2 separate regions of the Lactuca sativa genome follow, and region 2 is linked to region 1. The links are chromatin contacts, called in public Hi-C maps. All regions are on one chromosome and are shown on one strand. The core of a region is the stretch at or near the end of the contact, and the rest is flanking DNA. Distances in the headings are between cores, read along the strand shown.

Region 1 (5,757 bases), core at 1,965-4,464:
ATTGATCCATTTAACGGCCTGTTACAAAAACTCTCTGTAAACTTAATAATAGGATTTTCACTCTTTCAGCCTAAGGTGCGTTTTTTTTCTTACTCTCTCGCCTTCCTCCAGTGTTAAACCAAACCAATGATCTTTGATTCGATTTTACTTTGTACATATTTAATATTTATCTTCTATTATTTTCAACAACATTGCACATATACATAAATTATATTTAAAAAAAAATATTATGAAACAAATCATCAAACGATTTAGACTTCGTATTCGATTAGTTTTTATTTTGATTCGGCCCCACATCAAAACCACTTGTTTTTCTTCTCTCTTCTTTGAAACATCACATTTTTCATGTTAATTAAATAACTTTATTAAACTTACATATTTCATTTCAATGAGTTGTTGAGATTTTATAGATTCAAAGCGTTAGGTGTACTTAACATATCCTCTAATTTTTCCCATGTATATTTCAACTCCAAAGCATCTTGTCTTTTAATAAAAAGTCTTTTATTTTTTGAATTAATATTTGATTTCTTTTTGTCTGGTTGAAAAAGACAAAATTATATGTAGGTATATATAAAATGTTTAAAAAATCTCTCTTTCGAAAAAAAAAAAGGTTAAAAATCTGAATATTAGGTTAACTCGGTAGTCGAATCGGGTTCATCTGAGACTTGTTGAGCATATGGAGTTAACTAAAAAACTGAATTTTAAAACTTTGTCTCACTACTGGGCCACTTAGCTAGTTAGGTTATGTTTATATGGCAAACAAATTGGACCCAATTTCAAATTAGTGTATCTGGTTAATAAAATTGCTAAAAGCAAACATGGTATGCAATCAACTTGGTACAAAGATCCAATCCAACTATACAAATCGAACTACAAATAGACTCTCAGTTAACCCAAAAACAACTACGTGAGTAAAGTAAACAACAAAACTATACACTAAAAAAACATATCTACGTGTTGACAACAGTCTGTTCAGCCAGTATTATCTAGTGATCCATCACCGATTGACATCCCTAATCGAGTTCCAAGAAACACCACGTAAATCCCCATAAGCCCTATCCCTAACAACTTGCTAGGCTGCATCCCATTTCTCGGCAACACCACCAGCGACCAAACCAGCCCCACCACCAAAAACCCAATATTACAAAACATCCCCACATCACCACCCATTTTATAAGACTCCGGTCTATTTGACCATGATCCAATCAGCATACAAATCCCCAAACCCGCAAGCGTGTTGAACATCGGGCCCGCATAGCAACCGGATATGGCAATCTGCACGCCTTCACCGCCATTAACCGCCAATGCAACATTTGACATCAAGTCACCCATCGAGTTCCCCCATGCTAAAAGTGTTAACCCAAGGATTGATGGGTTGATTCCGAATATTAGACCAAATGCTACCAATAAAGAAACTAGCTCATTGGCTATCATGTAGAACCAAACAATGCTCATAAAGAACCCTCCAACAACCCATGGGAGGACCCATTTTTGAGGTGGGTGGTTTGTGTTTATGAAAATAAACGCAACCCCACCAAGGAAACAACCGACTACTGCACAAGCTAAGTAGATTAGCCCAGTAGCTAGTCGGTTGTTACCATACTGGTTGTTCCATAGGAATGCGAGGAGGGAAGGGGCTAGGGTTACGCTGACGACAGCGTAACCTTTTGACCATCTTCCTTCCTCGATTATTGGAATTGTCAACCGTCTTGGCAACGATAACGGGAATTCTAGACATGAAAATAGTTTAGAACACGAAAGTGGTGAGTTGTTATGTTCTTCATCCTTCCATCCCCAAAGAGGCTTTGGGTTATCTTCCATATGTCCAAGAACCTCCGAGTAAATTGACACGTTTGAACCCCACATCCAGTGTGGAACCTTTGATTCAATCAAGAGTGGGACATCATCGGAATCCGTGAAAGACATGTTTATTGATTCAAGATCTTTATTTTCGTAATCATCCATTTGAGTAACAGCCAACAACGGGACACTTATTGTCTCAATGTTCAAAATCCCATCTCTTAGTCTCAAGAACTCGTTAGCGGCAACTAAGGCGGCGTAAACAATGTAAATAAAAACAAACGCGATTGCGCCACCGACACTAACCTCTCCGATAAGCAAGATGAAAGCAAGAGAAACAACGGCAAAAAGAAACACAGATACATCTCTAATGAAGCATTTCTTATCGATATTCACAGCCTGATCAGCCACACAGATAGAAATAGTCCCGACAACAACACACGTCACGAAAATGGCTCCACCCAGAATACTGTTGAGCCCAACATCGCCATTATCGGTGCCCACAAAAGCAGCGATGCTAGCAAATACATCAGGGGCACCGTTTCCTAATGGAAGCAAGGTGACCCCTGCGACAGTTGGTGGCAATCGCAATAAATTCGACAACTTTTCAAGAGAACAACAGAAGTAATCGGCAGCTGTGTTGCCCAAAAGATAAAACAAGGCAGCAAGCCATAAAACGAGTACAATGTAACCAAAGAAAGCATGGTTTTGACAAGAACAGTAGAAGAAGTTCATGTAATTGAAAAAACCATCGGATTTACATTGAGGGTTAGCTAATAAGAACTCACATACACTTTCATAGCCTTCATGTTGATTTAGTCCTGTACAATCAGGTGGGGTCTTGATACCCAAGTTTCGTGGAGTACTGTGCAACCCGACCCGGTTGATAACCTTGTAGTTCCATTTATGGGTCTGTTGGTGAAAGCAAAATACGAGAAATACAAGGCTGAAAACACCATGCAAAGAACCACGGGAATTGAAGGGTATCCGGAAGCGGTGGTCCATTTACACCAACAGAAACCTAGTTTTATGATCTTACTTTACAATTTGACTAAGGAGATCAAGAAATAATGATTTGGGTAATACGTTGAGGTAATTGGGTATCATCAAAAAACCAGAGTGAAAAGAAGTGATCACGTAGGCATATGATTCGATAAGATTTCGATTTCGAGAATTGAAATAGGTAAAGAAGATCAAGAATGACAGACGTGTATTAGATCAAGGAGGCAAAAACCCAAAATTATGAAAGGGAAAGAGAGGAACTTTTAGGGCTCTTGATGTTGAAGAAGGAGAGACGAGATGACTTGTGTTTTGGTTTTTTGTGAACAGATTGAGTCGATTCGAGTGGTTCAGTTTTCATGAGAAGGTATCATTCCGATGAGTTCTGGGGTTGTCATTTTCGGCAACTAATTAAATGTGCCAAAACTCAAAAGGGTATAACCGGTATATGATTTCTTAATCATTTACGTTTAAAGATTAAAGATATGTTTTAGTGAAAAAATTAAACACATGTTTTCTTCAAGAAAATAATGCACATACTTTTTGTTTCTAAAACATATTACTTTTATTGTTTACAGTGGATGATAACATGCCCGTAAAAGTTAAAACTATTTTTCCATTAATTTTTAGCTTAATAGTATGTTCTAAAATTAATATTTAAAACTTACGTAGTTTATTTTATAACTAAATAAAAGATCTTGTCATGTAAAATTATATTTGACATTCGTAACCAAAAACTTTTACTCATTTACAAAGAAATATTAATATTTTACAACGAAAAAAAGAGTTCTGATTTATTAAGATTTATTAAGAAAGTCCAAAATGATATTGTTAGTCCAAGAAAGAAATAGTCATGTTCATTATGAATATGCCCTTCGAAAAATAAGAAAAAAAGTATGTTCATTATTAATAGACAAATTTACATAAATGGTCCTTTTGGTTTTTCAAATTCATATGTTTTGTCCGGAACTTTTTTCTCAAGAAGATGATGATGGTGTCCATGGTTTTAATTTATTACACAGTTGATACATATGGTTTTATTTTTTTTAAAAATTTTATATGTAATTACCATTTTACCTGTAACATCTTTAAAAAGTTTAGATGACAAGTTACGGTATGCAATTTTGTTAAGTTGTGTGAATTACCTAATTTAGAAGATGTGAAATAAGGTTATTATAATAAAAAAAAAATAATGTATACCCCTTTGTTTATAAATGAAAATGTAGAACTTTTTAGCAGAGCTAATCTAAAAGAAGTTATAGTTGACTCGAATACGAATATATGGATATAAAGATCATTAAAATATGAGTATGTACGAAAAAGTTATGGTTAATTGAAGTTGGAGAGTAAAATGTATTGCTTAAAGAAGAAAATGAGAGTTACACGGTTGTATAATGCCTTACACGGTCGTGTAAATGGTTCGAATAGTCTAAACTTCAGTTTAATGAAGTAGATTGTTTTTTATGGCACTTTTGGGACTATTTTGGCAAAACATGGTTGAGTTTCATGTTATACAGTTTTGTAAAGGGGTCAAGGTCTATAAAAATACATTATATCATGTGTTAAGTCGGTTGCTTGCCCCTCATTTCACCACACACCATTTGGAGACCATCTAAGGGCAATTTTAGGAGCTTAATACTAAGAGGTTGATGCTCTATCCAAGGATTTCCATGAAGGACAAGAATCATGGCTTCTATATCTTGGGTTGAAGGTAACTTCTTCTTCTTAGCAAGCTTAGACAAACTTTAATGGTGAAAGTGTAAAGGGATGATGAAACCCTAGTTCTTATATATATATATATATATATATATATATATATATATATAGAGAGAGAGAGAGAGAGAGAGAGAGAGAGAGAAATGAAATCTTGATGATAATTATGTAGTAGGTGTAGTAAACATGTTTTCAAGCCTTAATATGGTTTATTGCTTGAATTTAAAGATGATGATCATGAACCCTAATTGGGTGGTTTGCTAGATATGTGAGATTGAACTGGTATCTTAATGAATTAAGGCATAAGGATAAGTTCTTCGTGAAGCCTAACTAGTTTTAGCCGTGAGATTGTAAAATAATGATATTATGTTATTATAGAAGATTGGAAATGAAAATATGGAATATAATAAAGCTCTTTTGAAAGAGAAGTATTCTTATGAGCTTATTATTTTGATTGAATAGGTATTTAGGGAATATTTGTCAAGAAGCACAAAGTGAAGGATAAGGAATGATAGTTAGTCTTCACTAACTAACAATGTGTGTACATGAGGATTTTTTCCAATGTTAATGGTTTTGATTAAATTAACTCTTTGAAAGAGTAAGTACAAGTTATATGACTGAAAAGATAAAGGACTTTTTATAACTTATGCTTTAAACTTGTAAATGTTTTGAAATGATTATTTATACTATTGACATTGTTTTCTAGATAGAGCATGACATTTGTATATGACTGGGCCATTAAAAAAAAGTAATCATGTATATAATGAATGTGATTGCATAGTATAATATAGTGTCCGAACAAGGTTGTAAAAAATGTTCGATGATCGACTTCGTTAATTAAAGGAATAATCGGTCTATGTGAAGATTAATCGAGGAGCATTAATTATTAATAAAATTATTTAAATACAATTAATATATCTTAAAAAAATATTTGAAATTTTGAAAATTTAAAACTTTGGATTTTTGAAATTTTCTTTATATAATATTTGGAAATTTGAAAATTTTGGTACAATATTTGAAAAGTTGAAAACATGAATTTTTTATTTTTTATTTTTTTCGCCAAAGACTACCAAGGACCGACGTTAACTGATACCAAAACCGATTAAACTAGTCGTCTGGCCTTAATTGTAATCAACTCAAAGCCGTCAATCGATTAATTGGTCGCCATAATTTGTGCAACACTGGTCTAGACAATCATGATATCCCAAGAACGAGATAATAAAAGACTCTACATGGCATGTGGAG
Region 2 (5,757 bases), core at 2,264-4,763, 150 kb before region 1:
AACACACATGTTACTTAATCCAAACATTCAAAAACAATGCTAAGTAAAATATTCATCAGAGTTAAATCCCAAAATCACATATTGCGGAAAGCACGAATGTATACGCTGCGATCAAGTCGGGCCATTCCTTTTTGAATCGGAAATACCTGAAACCATAAACAAAACTGTAATCACAAAGCTTAGTGAGTTCCCAAAATACCACATAACATACCTATCAAACGAGCCTTACATAACAAAATAACCATGAGCCATACATATCATACATAAGCATAATCAATAAGAGTGTTATGTGCCAACCATAGTCTTGCCATTATGGCACGAGCCGCATTGTGGTCTTTCTTGTTAGGCCGGGGGCCACAACCCTGGGTCTTTACAGACAAGTGCCAGGAGCCACCTCCTGGTCTTCCATGCAAGTATCACAAAGACAACTAGCATACAATCTACAGTTACTTGACTAACATTTGCTAGAGTTCAGACTTTGGTCTTTCATACAAAATACCAGGAGTCGCCTCCTGGTCTTTCATGTAAACCGCTAAGGGTCACCCCTGGGTATCCCCACCACACATAAACCAAATAGGTCGACATTGGTGCAGTCGACCCATAAAACAATGAGGAGACTCACCTTGAATGCTGAAGCTCACTGCAATAAATCCTTAGTTGCTGCCCTGACGACTTCCCAAGCTATCAATACCAGAATATCACCCAATTAGCAATTGGGATCCAAACTATGATCCATAATCCATACTTGGGGTAAATGACCATTTTACCCCTGACCAAAACTGAAGCCCAATCCAAAATCAAAAAGGCCCAAAACTACAAAATTCATAAAAGCCCACTAATGGCCTAATTTTACAAATTGGGCCTAACCCCATATGAGCCTTATCCTAAAGCACAACAATTTATGGTCCAATAATAAATCTTCAATGCCCCAAAGGCCCAAGCCCATTGGGCATACTAAGGCTCAATACCAAAAACTTTGGCCCAACTAGACATGCCCAAACAAGAGTCCAAGACTATAATATTACTTTGACCAATAAGCCCAACCCACAAGGCTCAAACCCATGTTCGAAGCCCAAACGAGAACAAACCTAAAATCCACAACTGAACGTACGCGGGGCGTACCTCCTTGGTACGCTCATCGTACATAAAGATACTGATTAGGGCCTCAAGTCAGTACGTAGGGCATACATGGACTTACGTGGGGCGTACCCGCTGCTTCTCCAAAACTCATATTATGACTTAATCCGTTAATTCCTTCCGTTAAAACCTCAGGATACCTTCCAACAAAGCTCTTAATGCATAAAGTTGGCACCTTTATGCATTTACATGACTCAATGGGACCCAATAATCATTTTAATCCATTAAGACCCAACAAGAACATGCATGGGCCAATTTTAAACACCAAGCAATCATTTTATGAACTTATTACCTTAGAATTGTTAAGAGTGGCAACTCAAAGCTCATGGAGTGGTGTCCAACCACTAGATGTCACTCTCGAGGTCAAAATGGAACCAAAACCCACATAACTTTAGATCTCAACTTTTAAAGAGCAAGTTAAGAACCCTTTACCTTTTATGAGTTGGAAATGTCACAAATAGTCCAAATCCACAAGCCTTCCTATTGATTCACCACCTTGCATTACACCTCCTCTCTTGAATGTACACTAAAACCCACCAAGATACACATAAAAAGGCTCACAACACGTTTGGATGAGGCTACAACTTGAGATTATGGTTTATGACAATGGAGGATGAAGGATAGGCTCACACTTGGGACTTAAGGTGTTTAAATAGTGAGCCAACCCCAAGATTTAGGGTTTTGGGATTCAACACATTACGCTGGGCGTAATATCTGTACGCTGAGCATACAGCTCAAACATCCATGTGTCCATTTTCCAACATTATGTTGGGCGTACCCAGCCAAACACATGCATGCCACCTTTGGATGAATAGAACCGGAATGCAAATCTTTTTCCATCAAGGGCTAAATATGCCAAAACTTCAAAATACCATAACTCCCTCGTCATAGGTCCGTTTCCAACAAACCGTATATCCATGGAAAGGTGGCAAGAAGCCTTACGCTTCTAACGACACACCTAAGCCTTAAAACCTCCCGAAAAAAACCCAAAATCCATAAAATATCAAACATCAATTTACGATTATACCCTTGACTTCCGAAGACACAATCGAACACTTGGATCACTTATACTATGACACCCACATCCGAATTGGGCCAAATCCTTCCTTTCCCAATGCCTTAAACCTTATGACAACTGATGATTGGGCCACAACCTCGAATAAGGAAGCAAATCTGAAACTGAGTGTTACAAACCTCCCCCACTTAAATTAAATTTCGTCCTCGAAATCGCTCATTACTAACACTCGTATCAAAACAAATAGCTTGAGGAACGCACCCGAAAGTTCTGCGCACAACACAACCTTCCCATGATATCCGAAACCCAAACAGAAACTTCCATCCCGAATAAAACCAACCTTTTTGCCCCTACACACCCCCTGAAGACTAGATGAACATTTTCCGAATCCCAGCAACATTGATGACCACAAATGCTTTGAAATGATACTACACTCGAATCTTGAAGTCCAAATAACAGATGCTCATACCAAAACCTCAGCAATAGACCACTTCCCTTGGCGCCCCCATAAGTCAATCCAAGCACAATGACTGAAACCACCGAATCCTGACGATGCCGGATAACCAACCTGCTGAACCCTGACCACAGGCCTTCGACCCAATGCCACTGGGTTGATCTCGTCCAAAATCGGAAATAACAACCGAACACTTGGAACTCACTATACATGATACAACCCCAATTAACCAATTAACGATCCATGACATGCAAATGACATATAACATTTCTTGGAGATATAACCCAACATAAATAGAGAAATAAACCAAATATACGCTTACCCAATCTGATGCAAGATTCAAAACAATATAAATACCGATATAAAGGTTAGTGATAACATATCACGATTTCTATATTCTGTTGTGAAGTAGCCTAAGTTACCGATATAGCATCGTCATGGTGTGGTCCTCGAGAGAACATATGTTTTATTCTTGATGGCCTTAGGGGTGTAGCGGTAATAGTTCACGATTGCCTCTTCTAAGGAGTACCCTTAGTTGGCGTTGGAGTGGATGCGAAAAATAAAAAAACCACGATACCGAACTACTCTGGATCGAACCGAGACAAACAAAGACCGTCCTCGACCAAACTAACAAAATCCATTTCGGCAAAGACCAATTGTAGAGTGACTTTGGGGCCTCTATGGTCTGTGCTCTAAGATCACATTCTACTGCAATGTCTTTTTGAATTAAAAAGACATAATCGTTGGATTGAGTGGACTTGGAATTCCATTTTGGGCTTATTGTTAGACTTGGGAGTTGGGACGTTGAGACTTGGGAGTCTAGGAGAAAGGCCCAAATCAATACAAGTGGATAGCCCAGGTAAAATTTTAAACACCTTTACCTGTCGAGTGCTGCGGGAAAACCCTTTTGTTAAACCCTCTCCACTCGCCAGCAAAACACAAACGAAAACGTCCTCTGTCATGGCCGACGCCGGAACTATTCGAACATTTGAAGATTTTCTGAAGGTTCATGGTCTACTACTTGCAGCTGCCGGTATTCCTCAGTCACTTTACCGGAAACTCTTTGAGAAGCTGTCCACTGAAACTTTCGATGGCGGCAATTACTTCCAGGTGGAGCCGGTAGAGGATGGACGCCAAAGGCGTCTTGTTCTCACCACCTCGAATTCCATGGGAAAAGAATCAAACATTTTTCTCGTTGATCATGCTTTGTCCTTTCGACTTGCGGATGCCCCCAAACAGGTTAAGTTGCTTCCTGTACAGTCTTCTATAATTTTATCGTGTTCGAGTTCGGATTAAGCGATTAAGTCTTAATTATGAGTGAACGACATCGATGGGATTCTATTGTTTACTCAACTTACATTTTGTTAAGACCAGATTGCATCTTCTATTGTGTTTATGTACATTGTTTTGAAATGTATGTACTGTTTTAACAGCTGCAAGAAATTCCAGGGTTGGTAGAAAGAATGGCTTCATTGATGTGTGTGGATATTGATTTGAATTCAGACGATGAAGATGCAGATAAAGAGGATATCAAATTAACTGTTGTGGAAATCGTGGAGAGAGAATTGGAGAAGGTGAAAAAGGAGGGGCCTGGTGCAGTGGTGTGGTTGGAACTCGAGGATCTTAACATTGATGATGATGTCTTTGTGTCCCTTGATTTACCTACCAAATTTCCTGTATGTCACCATTGCTCACATTCTCATCTCTTTCATGCATTTCTTTTCTTGAGAATTCCACCATTGATGCATCAATTTTACTTTTTGGTGCTCAAATTCTATAGGACTTAATTGCACTTAGTCTGTGCAACAACAAGATTAAGTTCACCGAGACAATCACCAAGGAAATTGTGAAGTTCAAACACCTTAGAGCTCTCTGGCTAAACAATAACCCAATCATGCAGAATTTGTAAGTGATTGCTAAAGTTTTTAATCATAGCTGCTGGTGTGAAACAGTAAAATAGATAAAACTGAAGTACTTTTTCCTCTAGTGATGATCATGTTGCAGATGCTATTATTCATAATTTCCCAAGACTTGAAATCTTGAACTCATCTTTTACCCGAAAATACACGGGCTGGGCTTTGGGTTTCTGTGGAGGAATTTATGACAAAGACAATCCGGGATGTGGACATGATGATGATAACCACTCGTTGCAGGGTTTGACTTCTCTTGACCTTTCAAACAGACGTATTCACAGCCTACACATGGTATAATCAGATAATCATCCAAACTACATTTATTTCCAACTATTCATATTATTTACTTCCACTTTGCAACTCTTTTTAGGGGTTTTCAGCTGATGCTATGCCATCTCTTTCCTACTTAAATCTTCGAGGAAATCCATTAAATGATCACTCTGTATCTGATTTACATGAACATCTAAAAGCCTTTACCAGCTTACATTCGATTGAGGTATCTTCAATCACTAAAGCTCTCATCTTTATATATATATATATATTGCTAATTCTAGGTATGTGACAGGTGGACATTCCTGGACCTCTAGGAGACAGTGCAATCAAGATTGCTGAATCTCTTCCTAATCTTTCTTTCCTAAATGGTGTAAACACATCAAAAGTCTTAGAATCTGGAAAAAGCGTGATTGATTCAATGCTTCTTCCTCGTCTTCCTGAATGGGATTCTGGTGAACCCTTAATTGATCGTGTCTTGAATGCCATGTGGTTATACTTAATGTCTTATAGATTATCAGATGAAGAGAAGATTGATGAGACTTCTATATGGTATGTATAACAACTCAACACCCTTAAAACATTTAACATTTTATCAATATCACGTAAATGATTTTTTTTAATCGTGTTATTTGTAGGTATGTGATGGATGAATTGGGTTCAGCTCTTCGACACAGTGATGAGCCGAATTTCAGAGTATCACCATTCCTATACATGCCCGATGGAAAACTTGAGTCAGCAGTGAGGTCAACTCATCTTATTACCATGATTAGAGTCTCTTAACCATGATTACAATCTGATTATAATGGATTACATTTTCAGCTTCACGATTCTTTGGCCTATAAAGAATGTTGAAGATGGTGATGAATGCACTCGTGATTATTTATCTGGGATTGGAGAAAAGAAGCAACGTTCTGCTAGACTAACAGCTTGGTTTCATACCCCACAGAAGTACTTTATCAAAGTAT

The links. A called contact is a pair of places that touch in the nucleus more often than the background predicts.
Region 2: a contact with region 1 is called in a Hi-C map of leaf, with 5 times the contacts expected there. The contact joins the promoter of LOC111919948 here to the promoter of LOC111894240 in region 1. A contact is called at or near these places in 3 of 4 Hi-C or Micro-C datasets (leaf and seed).

Annotation. Positions count from the first base shown.
Region 1 is chr8:132,100,362-132,106,118 of Lsat_Salinas_v11, reverse strand. LOC111894240 (cation/calcium exchanger 4) reads right to left here and starts at 3,214. Exons shown (of 1, transcript XM_023890316.3): 1 at 835-3,214. The coding sequence starts at 2,805. The coding sequence ends at 973.
Region 2 is chr8:132,245,975-132,251,731 of Lsat_Salinas_v11, reverse strand. It overlaps LOC111919948, which reads left to right and starts at 3,513. Exons shown (of 15, transcript XM_023915514.3): 1 at 3,513-3,845; 2 at 4,040-4,282; 3 at 4,387-4,511; 4 at 4,594-4,810; 5 at 4,890-5,015; 6 at 5,085-5,341; 7 at 5,428-5,535; 8 at 5,612-5,753. The coding sequence starts at 3,567.